2 separate regions of the Sus scrofa genome follow, and region 1 is linked to region 2. A link is a contact called in public Hi-C data. All regions are on one chromosome and are shown on one strand. Each heading gives the region's core, a stretch centred on a gene start, on an enhancer-like site or on the middle of the called end of the contact. The rest is flanking DNA. Distances are from core to core; before and after follow the strand shown.

The links. A called contact is a pair of places that touch in the nucleus more often than the background predicts.
Region 1: a contact with region 2 is called in a Hi-C map of retroperitoneal adipose tissue, with 1.8 times the contacts expected there. The contact joins two enhancer-like sites. A contact is called at or near these places in 3 of 47 Hi-C or Micro-C datasets (embryonic fibroblasts, liver and retroperitoneal adipose tissue) and 2 of 2 datasets of contacts at active chromatin or transcription factors (alveolar macrophages and skeletal muscle).

What each region holds. Positions count from the first base shown.
Region 1 is chr9:120,042,463-120,047,071 of Sscrofa11.1, reverse strand. The region is part of intron 1 of RASAL2 (ras GTPase-activating protein nGAP); the gene reads right to left. Among named protein-coding and RNA genes, the nearest start is that of RASAL2, 100 kb to the right of the region's middle. Within about 2 kb of position 2,526, at least 14 of the 83 cell types and tissues checked have an H3K27ac peak or open chromatin away from gene starts, as enhancers often do. A contact at or near this core is called in retroperitoneal adipose tissue, where this site is marked.
Region 2 is chr9:119,903,470-119,908,491 of Sscrofa11.1, reverse strand. No RefSeq gene overlaps it. Among named protein-coding and RNA genes, the nearest start is that of RASAL2, 35 kb to the left of the region's middle. Within about 2 kb of position 1,266, at least 16 of the 83 cell types and tissues checked have an H3K27ac peak or open chromatin away from gene starts, as enhancers often do. A contact at or near this core is called in retroperitoneal adipose tissue, where this site is marked.

The sequences.
Region 1 (4,609 bases), core at 1,277-3,776, 140 kb before region 2:
CCTCCAAATCCCTTACCATTTTCATCTCCTGTAGACTGGAGGCTAGATTTAAATATGTCCATTTGTTGATGGGCTGCTTAAACTAGATCAATATAATCTATCCATCTATCTCTGAATTATTGTTTTTATTATTTAAAGAAAATACTAAATCCACTTCAATAAGCTGCGTCATCTATAAGCAGTTTGAATTTTAAAATAATCTAGACATTTAAATTTTCTTCATTCATGCTTCCATTGCCCTTTCTGTTTAATGCATTTTATTTTGTGTTTTAGTTGGTTTTATGCACTTCTGACTATTCACCAGATTTTAACCTCCTCATGCTCAAGCTCCTTTGTACTCTCCAAGGTGCCTAGCAGAGTACTCAGTAAGCTGTCATCAAATATACACTGAAATAAATTGAAGAAGTATGATGGGATACCAAGTTAGAAAGGCAAGGAGAAGAAAAGATGTAAGTACAGTACAAGGTCACCTTCAAACATTTGGGACACTAGGTTTCAATCCCCTTCCCCATTCTAACACCCTCTTCCTCTGCTAAAAACAGTGTCTAGCAAGTTAAAGTGGTTTGGGGTTTTTTCCTCCCAGTCTGTTAGTTACAAAATGTGTGCGTGTGTTTATCAAGAATTATTTTTATAAGAATTTGATGCACAAAAGTTTACCTTTTGAGACTAAGAAACAGTCTTCGTTTCTTTCCAGAAAACGAAGCTTCCTCCATCCATTATGTGTTGATACTTAGGATTTTGCCACAATTTATATATTCATTTCTTACTTCGTTCATAAAAGATTTTTCACTTATTAACTGCTAAGTGTCACAAGCCTTTCTAGGTTCCCAGATTTTGAGGATTTTTTTTACATTTTCCTTAAATAAAATAAATTAATTAAGTTTTAACATGACAGAATGAAGGCCTCGTGGAGTGAAGTGAGAATACAGAGGATGGATTACCCAAGTTGGCTTGGGCAAATCGAGGAAAGCTTTGCAGAGAAGGTCGTCTATCAACTGAGATTAGGCAGGAACTTCTACTTCGTGAAGGCTGGGGTGTAAACAGCAGAAAAGGACATTTTATTTCGAATAATTTCTACTGAAATCAGTAGTACTCAAAGCTTAGTTCTCAGACCTCTGGTGGTCTACAAACTGCTGTGAGGCTATGTCAGGATGAATACAAAAATAGACAATCAGTGTTTAGAAACCTTTATGGAAATCTGACAGAGTAATTTTATGTCTGTTGAATCTAATTTTTAAAATTACAGCTCGTTTTATATTTCATTTCTCTAGTTATTCATTTTTATTATATTTGCTAAAGTACTGGTTTACAACAAATTGAAGAGAATTTTAAACAGAAATAGTTTGAGTAATATTATTAAATGCATCCAATTCTGACTATAACTCTCAAATTGTTCACTCTTTGCAGCTTCTTTTTGTATTTAGAGTGAACTCAAAAGGCCTATCCCCTGACTTAAGGAAGAACCTCATGTATCAATTAGAGGATGATCCATTTTATTTAAGAATCATGCTAACAATTCAGCTATGCTGACCAAACTCCTTAAGCATCTTAGCGGAGTGAGGAACAGCTGGTTCACATTCTTTGGCACATGTTATCAAAAGTAGAAGCAACTAGATGCTAATAGAATACTATTTCGTTTTATTTTTCTAATACTTGAAGCCATTAATCCTCATACTACTTTTTTGTGAGGCCAGTCTTGCACCTCTTCAGAATCGTCTTTAATCAAAGCACACAAGTACCTCCAGAAATAAGGCAGTTTTGTGCAGATATAAATTCAAATAAAGACAGGTCTTCACTATCTAAAAACTTATGCTCTAAAATAGAAAATGCACAGTGAATGTTTACTCCTGATATAAAAAGGATTCTTCTGTCCCCAGACCATGAAACCAAAACAAAGTTTTAATATGCAAAGAATCATGTAAAACAGGCATGTAAACTCAGAAATAAAACCTCAAGTCAGAATCTTTCACCAAAATCTTTAGACCACATACTGTTTGTTCTTAACTCTGCCAAACAGTTCATTCAGGTTAATGACGGATTCTCTGCTGTCAATCTTATCCACAGCTCTTTTTACAATGAAAATTTAAATTTACAAATATCAGGGAAGTCCCACTCTGGCACAGTGGTTTATGAATCCAATTGCAGTGGCTCAGGTCACTGCAGAGGCACAGGTTCAATCCTTGGCCTGGCACAGTGGATTAAGGATCCAGAATTGCCTCAGCTGCAGCTCGGATTCAATTGCTGGCCTGGAGAACTTGCATATGCCATGGGTGCAGCAAAATTAATAAATAAATAGTAATAATCCATAAAAGTTTAATCAAATATACAATCAGAATGTAAGTTTAAAGATTTTACTATTTCTAGGTTTCATATAAACAGGCTTTGTGACAGGAAATACTTTAATCTGTGAAGTAAAATTACTTTAGTGATATTCTTTTTGATGACATAATTAATATTGTGCTAAAAACGAAACTACAGTCATCCACTTCCTGCCATGAACAAGTAACTGATATTAAACTTGCCCTCCTGCTGTAAACAACTAGAAAACCAGACAAAATATATGAAACAAGATTTTTCAGATACTAGAAAACAGGAAACCAAGGACTGTGATCTTTAGGCAAAGGAAAACATATCAGATAAAACTTATGACAACCTTGGGTTTTAAGCTGGAGGCATTTTCTGAATATTGGCACAAGGAAAGGGAACACAGGCAGAACACCATGACCTCAATGAATTTGAGGAGACAAAAATGGGAGTTCAGGGAGACTGAGGCTGATGGAATTTGCAGGGTAAAGTATTAGAGAAAAGGAAATTACACAAAGAGATCCAGAAATCTGCAAGGGGATCCCTTTGAGTGACTGGTTCCATAATTAAGCTGCATGTGTAAAGGATTAAACTTCGTGACTACCGGCAAGGAAAACTGCTGGGGAGCTACAAAATGGAAAATCCTCACAACTCGGGACTGGAAGACATGTGAGATCCCTCAAACCAAAGAAGAAGAAATCTTGTTTAATGTCCAAAGCATCTGTAGAGATCCCCAAGGGTCACACACCGGCAGTAGGACTAAATTAGACCATCCTAACAGTTTTATGTCTGGCCTCAAAACAGGCTGATTCTCCATAAATGTAAACTCAATCCTAAATAGAGGAAGACAAAACAAAAAGCAAAAAAAAAATCAACAATGTAAAATTCACATTGTTCAAAATCCAATCAAAAGTTACTGCCCATGTTAAGAAGTAGGAAAATGAGAAAAATAACCAGTGGAAAAATTAGCCAGTAGTTATAATATCAGAAATGAAAGAGATGATGGACTTAACAGAGACTATTAAACAGTTATAAAAATATGCTTAATGATTTAAAGGAAGACAAGATAACAAGCAAGGAAATGGAATATATTTGTAAAGGATCTAATGTAATTTCAGAAAATGAAAATACAGTATCTGAAATGAAAATTTTACTCAATAGACAGGCGTTTGGATTACATTTCACAGACAAAAATATCATTAAACATTCAAAGAGAGCAATTCAAAATATACCAACTGGAAAACAGAGATGGGAGAGGAGGATTAAAATAACAACCAGTAGTCTGTGGGAACATTATCAAGCAATTCCTGAAGGAGAGGATAAAAGAGGAGGGGCCAGGAATAAAGCTGAAGAAGTAAGTCTGAAATTTGTAAAAATTTGAACTAAAAATCCCAAGGAGGATAAAGCCACGAAAACCACACCAAGACACATATACAGTTGATCCTTGAAAAACTCAGGAGATTAAGTGTCACGCATAACTTTACAGACAGCCTCCTTATCCCTGGTTCCATATCCCAAATTCAAGCAACCACAGATCTTAGTATATGAATACAACCTATATACAAGTGGACCCCTGTAGTCCAAGCCTGTGTTATTCAAGAGTCAACTGTAATTAAACTGCTGAAAAACAGTTATAAAGAGAATAATAATAGGAGTTCCCGTTGTGGCTCAGTGGTTAACAACCCTGACTGGTATCCCTGAGGATGCAGGTTCAATCCCTGGCCTTGCTCAGTGGGTTAAGGATCCGGCCTTGCCATGAGCTGTGGTGTAGGTCACAGATGTGGCTCGAATCCCATGTTGCTGTGGCTGTGGTGTAGGCCGGCAGCTACAACTCTGATTTGACCCCTAGCCTGGGAACCTCCATATGCCATGGACATACAACATGAAGAGGAATAAACATGAGAATAACTAGATTATTAGTCATTAAAAAAAAATTAAGCTTCCAGATGATGGAACAATATTTTAATGAGCAGCAAAAACAACCGTCATACTGAATTCTATACTTGGGTGTGGAGGGACTCTCAAAAATGAAGGGAAAAAAGATATTTGGGATAAATAGAGCTGAGTGAATTCACTGGCCCTTAGACAAGGAGAGGAGAAAAAAAAAAAAAGAAATCAATAGAAGTGAAAATGGCAAAACAACAGAGAAAAATCAACAAAACCAAAATATAGTTCTCTGAAAGGATTAATAAAATTTCTAAATCTCTACTCAGGCTAATCAAAAATAAGATAGAGGAGGACTGCTGGATCATACAATAGTTCTATATTTAGTTTTTTAAGAAACCTCCATAGTGTTGTCCACAGT
Region 2 (5,022 bases), core at 17-2,516:
GCCTAATAAAACAGCAGTTACGGAGGTCTCTTGTGACCTCGAGAGTAGGTAGAGTAGGCCTCTCTGTGTATTTCGCATGCATTCTCTACCCCGTTCACAAGTCTGCTGTTTCTCCTTTGCATTGCTTCTAACCCCGGTCAAGGGTGGTGCCTAAAGCATGCAAACAAGGAAATGGGGTTCAGACTCATCCCCCTTCCCATCCGGCGAGGCCCCGCCTCCCTGTCCACTTTGCCTGAAATGGCCTTTTGTGAAGGGGTGTCCAGCTTGTAACAGCCACACCTCTTAGGCTGTTCCTGTCTCCTCTGCTCTCTGGTGTGGAAAGCTGACCTCAGAGAGAACCCTCTGCTTGGAAAGGGTTTCCTGGGGACGATGACTGAGGATGGTGACTGGGGATGGAGGAATGCAACTGGAGGCGTCCCGTTAAAGGGAGAGACTGGGAGTTCCTGTCGTGGCGCAGCAGAAACGAACCAGACCAGGAGCCACGAGGACGTGCGTTCGATCCCTGGCCTCGCTCAGTGGGTTAAGGATCTGGCATTGCTGTGAGCTGTGGTGTAGGCTGCAGACACGGCTTGGATCCTGTGTTGCTGTGGCTGTGGTGTAGACCAGCAGCTACAGTTCCGATTTGACCCCTCGCCTGGGAACCTCCATATGCCACAGGTGCAGCCCTAAAAAAAAGGGAAAGACGGATTCCTTCGGCTTTATTGGCTTATTAACACTGACCCTGGTACAGGCGGAACCTCCTCAAGTGCAGATCTGATCAGGGCACTATCCCCTGCTCGCAATCCTTCAATGGCTCCCCAGTACCCTTAGCATACTGTCCGCATATCCCCATGAAGGTTTACAAGGCTCTGAAAGAGCTGGCTGTGCTTGCTTTGCATCCCCCACCACACTGTTTAGCACAATTCCCCTGCCTGCTCCCAACTCCACTAGCTCTACTGAATTTCTTTCAGTTCCTCAAATATCTGCTTCTTTTCTTCCCCAGCTTTCAACTATGCCCTTTCTCGCTGCTCCTGACTCATCCTTTACCTTCTCCTGTTGAATGTTTGTACCCCTGCAGCCTCCTTCACCACCACGGCTGAGTTAGGCTTCTCCCCTTCGAGCTTCCACAAACCTACTGCTTAACCCATCACTCACACTGCTTTGTAATTACGTGATTGTTTGTCTGTCTCTCCTGCTGGATTGTAAACACCCAAGGGCAGCACTAAGGCGTCTGTCTTGCCCACGGTTGTCTTCCCAGTGTGTGGCCAGTGCCTGGCACAGGGCAGTGCCCCTCAAGGATTTGTTGAATCAATGGGCATCATGCCAACATGACAAAAGGAGTCCCAGTGGTCCTTCTCGGATTTACATTTGCCAAGTTTTAGTTCAGTGTCTCCTGAGACACGAAGAAGGGCTCTGAATTCAACAGACATGTGTTGCAGTGGGGCTGCCTGACATTGCTTCTCCTATTCCTGTCCCATCCTGCCTGTTCCAGGAAGCTGTCTCAGGAATCCCCATGTACCGTTTTCCCAGTCAGCTCAGGGCCAGCAGGGAAGTTCCTTGTTTGTACACATACTGTCACCTGTTTGTTTCAGATTTAGTAATTAATTCTATTTCCCATTAGCTTGAAAATTAATTTACTATTTTTTAATTTTATAATAATTTTTTCTCCATTATAGCTGGTTTACAGTATTTTGTCAATTATCTACTATACAGCAAGGTGACCCAGTCACACATACATGTGTACATTCTTTTTTATCACATTATCACGCTCCATCATAAGTGACTAGATATAGCTCCCAGTGCTATACAGCAGGATCTCATTGCTTATCCATGCCAAAGGCAATAGTTTGCATCTATGAACCCCAAATTCCCAATCCATCCCACTCCTTCCTCCTCCCCCTTGGCAACCACAAGTCTGTTTTCCATGTCCATGATTTAATTTACTGTTAATTATATTTATTTGCAAATGATTTCATATTTCTGCCTGATTTTTCTTCCCCATATTTTTTCCTCTTTTCTTTCTTTTTTTGGCCATACCCACCACATGTGGAAGCTCCCAGGCCAGGGATGGAACTGGAGCTACAGCAAAGGCCCAAGCCATAGCAGTTAACAATGCTGGATCCTTAACCCACTGAGCCACCACATTTTTCTAAAGAGTAGGAAGAATGTCTTTTGTCAGTCCTTTTAATACTTGATGTTGTTTTGGTTCACAATTTGTAGATATATAATGAATAAACATAGGATGATTTAACATCTAATTTTTTTTTAGAAACCGGATTTATTACAGCACCATTGTGGAAATGCATGCTAGATGTATCTGGTGATGTGGCAATTGGACTAAGTTTCTTAAAGGAAACTGTGGTTCCAGGATGGGCTTGGAAACTCTGGCCCAGAACGATGAGGCGCCACAGCCCTGGTCGGTTGGCAGGAAGCCCACAGCCTGGGAAAAAAAAGTTGTTCTAGGGTGCCCTCTAGTGATCCAAGGCACCACTAGGTCAGAAGCCAGGGCCAGAGGCTCTTGAACTTCAGCAGGAAGCAGAATCAATGGGGGAGCCTAATAAAACTACAGATGCCAGGATGCCAGGATGCCAGGCCAGCTGGGAGAAAAATCCTTTCAATCAGCATCTTCGGGGATCTGATGCACTGGCCACGGATCACACTTTGTGAAATACTGATTATGGGATGCCCATCAGAGAGAATGTTCCAGATATGTAATCTGAGAACACCCGATCTCATTCTTCAGGACCAATCACTGACTCCTTGCTGACTATTCAAGGGTGGACAGGAGTGAGAAAAAGGGAGACAAAGCGATGGCCTAGACCTCTGATGTGAAATACAATCCAGGACATATAAGAACAGCCAGCAATGTTTTTAGCTGGACCATTGAGCAGATGTTTTAGGGAAGATTGTGTCACCTTCTCTCTCTCTCTCTTTTTTTTTTTTGCCACAACCATGGCATGCAGAAGTTCTGGGGCCAGGGATCCATCTCCTGCCACAGCAGCACCCTAAGCCACAGCAGTGACAATGCTGGATCCTTAACCCGCTGTGCCACCAGGGAAATGCTGTGTCACTTTCTCTTGCTGCCTGTCTATTCTCCGATCTCATGGAGGGAAGCCCCTCTTCTCTTTTCGTGCTCTTCCTGGCAGTGGGTGCTTGGTTTCTATTGCGCCTACAGTCCATGGCCAACTCCGTGTCAGACTGTTCATGGGTATCATCTCTGGAAGTCCCTGGAACCATCACAGGTGAGGCATGCTTTATGCCATACAAGCGGAGGGAAGGTTTGCAGGACAACTGGTTCAAGCAGAGACAACAGCTAGAATCTGCTTTCCCACATTCTGTACTTACACTAAGTGAACTCACTAGAAAGATAAATAGAGCAACAACCATATCCTTTTCTCTATTGTAAAAGAGCTAATTCCTGTTCAGAAAGAGAATAATGTCCATCAGTGATAAAATAAAAATTGCATCTCTGAATCCCTGTCGGTATAGTTATCCATCAGTATCCCAGGGGAGTGGGGGTGGGGAGAATTGACTCTAGACACCAAAATCCACGGATGCTTAAGTCCCTTATATAAAACAGTGTGGTACAATCTGCCTCCATATCCATTGGTCCAGAATCCGTGGATACCAAGGGCTGACTGTACTTTTCTTCCTTCCTCCTGATAATTTCAGTTGAAGGCTGCTGCTTTAATTAGGGGCTTGTTAGCACATTAGAATGTTTGTTGAACCTTGCAAGGTGATAAATCACTCTGATTTGCAGTCTAGTAGTTAGGTCTAATTATTTTATGTGCTTTTTAATGTACTAATAGCATCTAATGAATTCGGTTAAATGGTAAAATCACATTTATTGAGTGTCTATGTGTCTGGACTCTGTGTTGGGCCTTGGAAATATAAAACAGGATAGGGAAGGGTGAGTGTGCACCCCGCAGGGCTTGGAGCCTAGAGGGGACATTATCTCTGATGCAAAGTGATGGGGACCTTACCAGAAATATGAATCCAGGGCTAGGATCTCACAGGACAATGATGTCTCTCCATGGAACTGGCTGAATAAACAAATGCTCTCACAGATACACACTAATATCCTAATAATTGATAAGCTTGAGAATTTCAATGGGGAATACTCATTTCAGTGGGAAATTCAGAGTATTCCAATGGGGAAAAACCACATCATTCATTTCCAAATTTTCTTGGGCAAAAGAGTTATCCAATCTCTCTTCTCACAAATAACAACGTTTTCTTTCATTCTATCCCCCCACCCCCACCCCACGATATCTTTAAAACAAAACATGAGGTGCTGGCCTGATGCCATCCGTTTTCAGTCCTGCTCATTTGCTTGTCCGGAAAACTTTAAGCACAGGCTCAGAGAGCCCTTAATGAGAGTGCTCATTAAAAAGCTGTCTGAAATGGGGAAACAAATTACAGGCACAGCACAGCCCACTCTTCCTCCTCATTTCCTTCTCCCCCCTCCCAGACGGCAACATTACAAACGACAAGGTGAAGTGAGTCATCAGGTCGAAAAAAGGCACTTGCCGGATGGGTCTGTCTTTACCTTGCCGCTTTGATGACATTTATCTTGCTTCACTGCAGCACTAAAATGTTGCCCAAACAGCAGGAGGGCCCTGTGCATGTAATGATGGCCTTGGTAAAGGCTTTGATTGTGTGTATTTGGGTGGAACTTGAGCTTGTAATTGGCGAATGCGCACATTGTCTGATTTCAGAGACTCTCCCTGGAAAGCCTGTTTATTCCTGGGGAAAGGGGAAGTTTCTTTCCTTCTAGGTGTATCTGTGACCACCTTTTTTTTTTTTTTTTTTTTTTTTGTCTTTTTGCCTTTTCTAGGGCCGCTCCCTCAGCATATGGAGGTTCCCAGGCTAGGGGTCCAATCGGAGCTGTAGCCACCGGCCTACGCCAGAGCCACAGCAACGCGGGATCCCAGCCTCATCTGCGACCTACACCACAGCTCATGGCAACACTGGATCCTTAACCCACTGAGCAAGGCCAGGGATCGAACCTGCAACCTCATGGTTCCTCGTCGGATTCGTTAA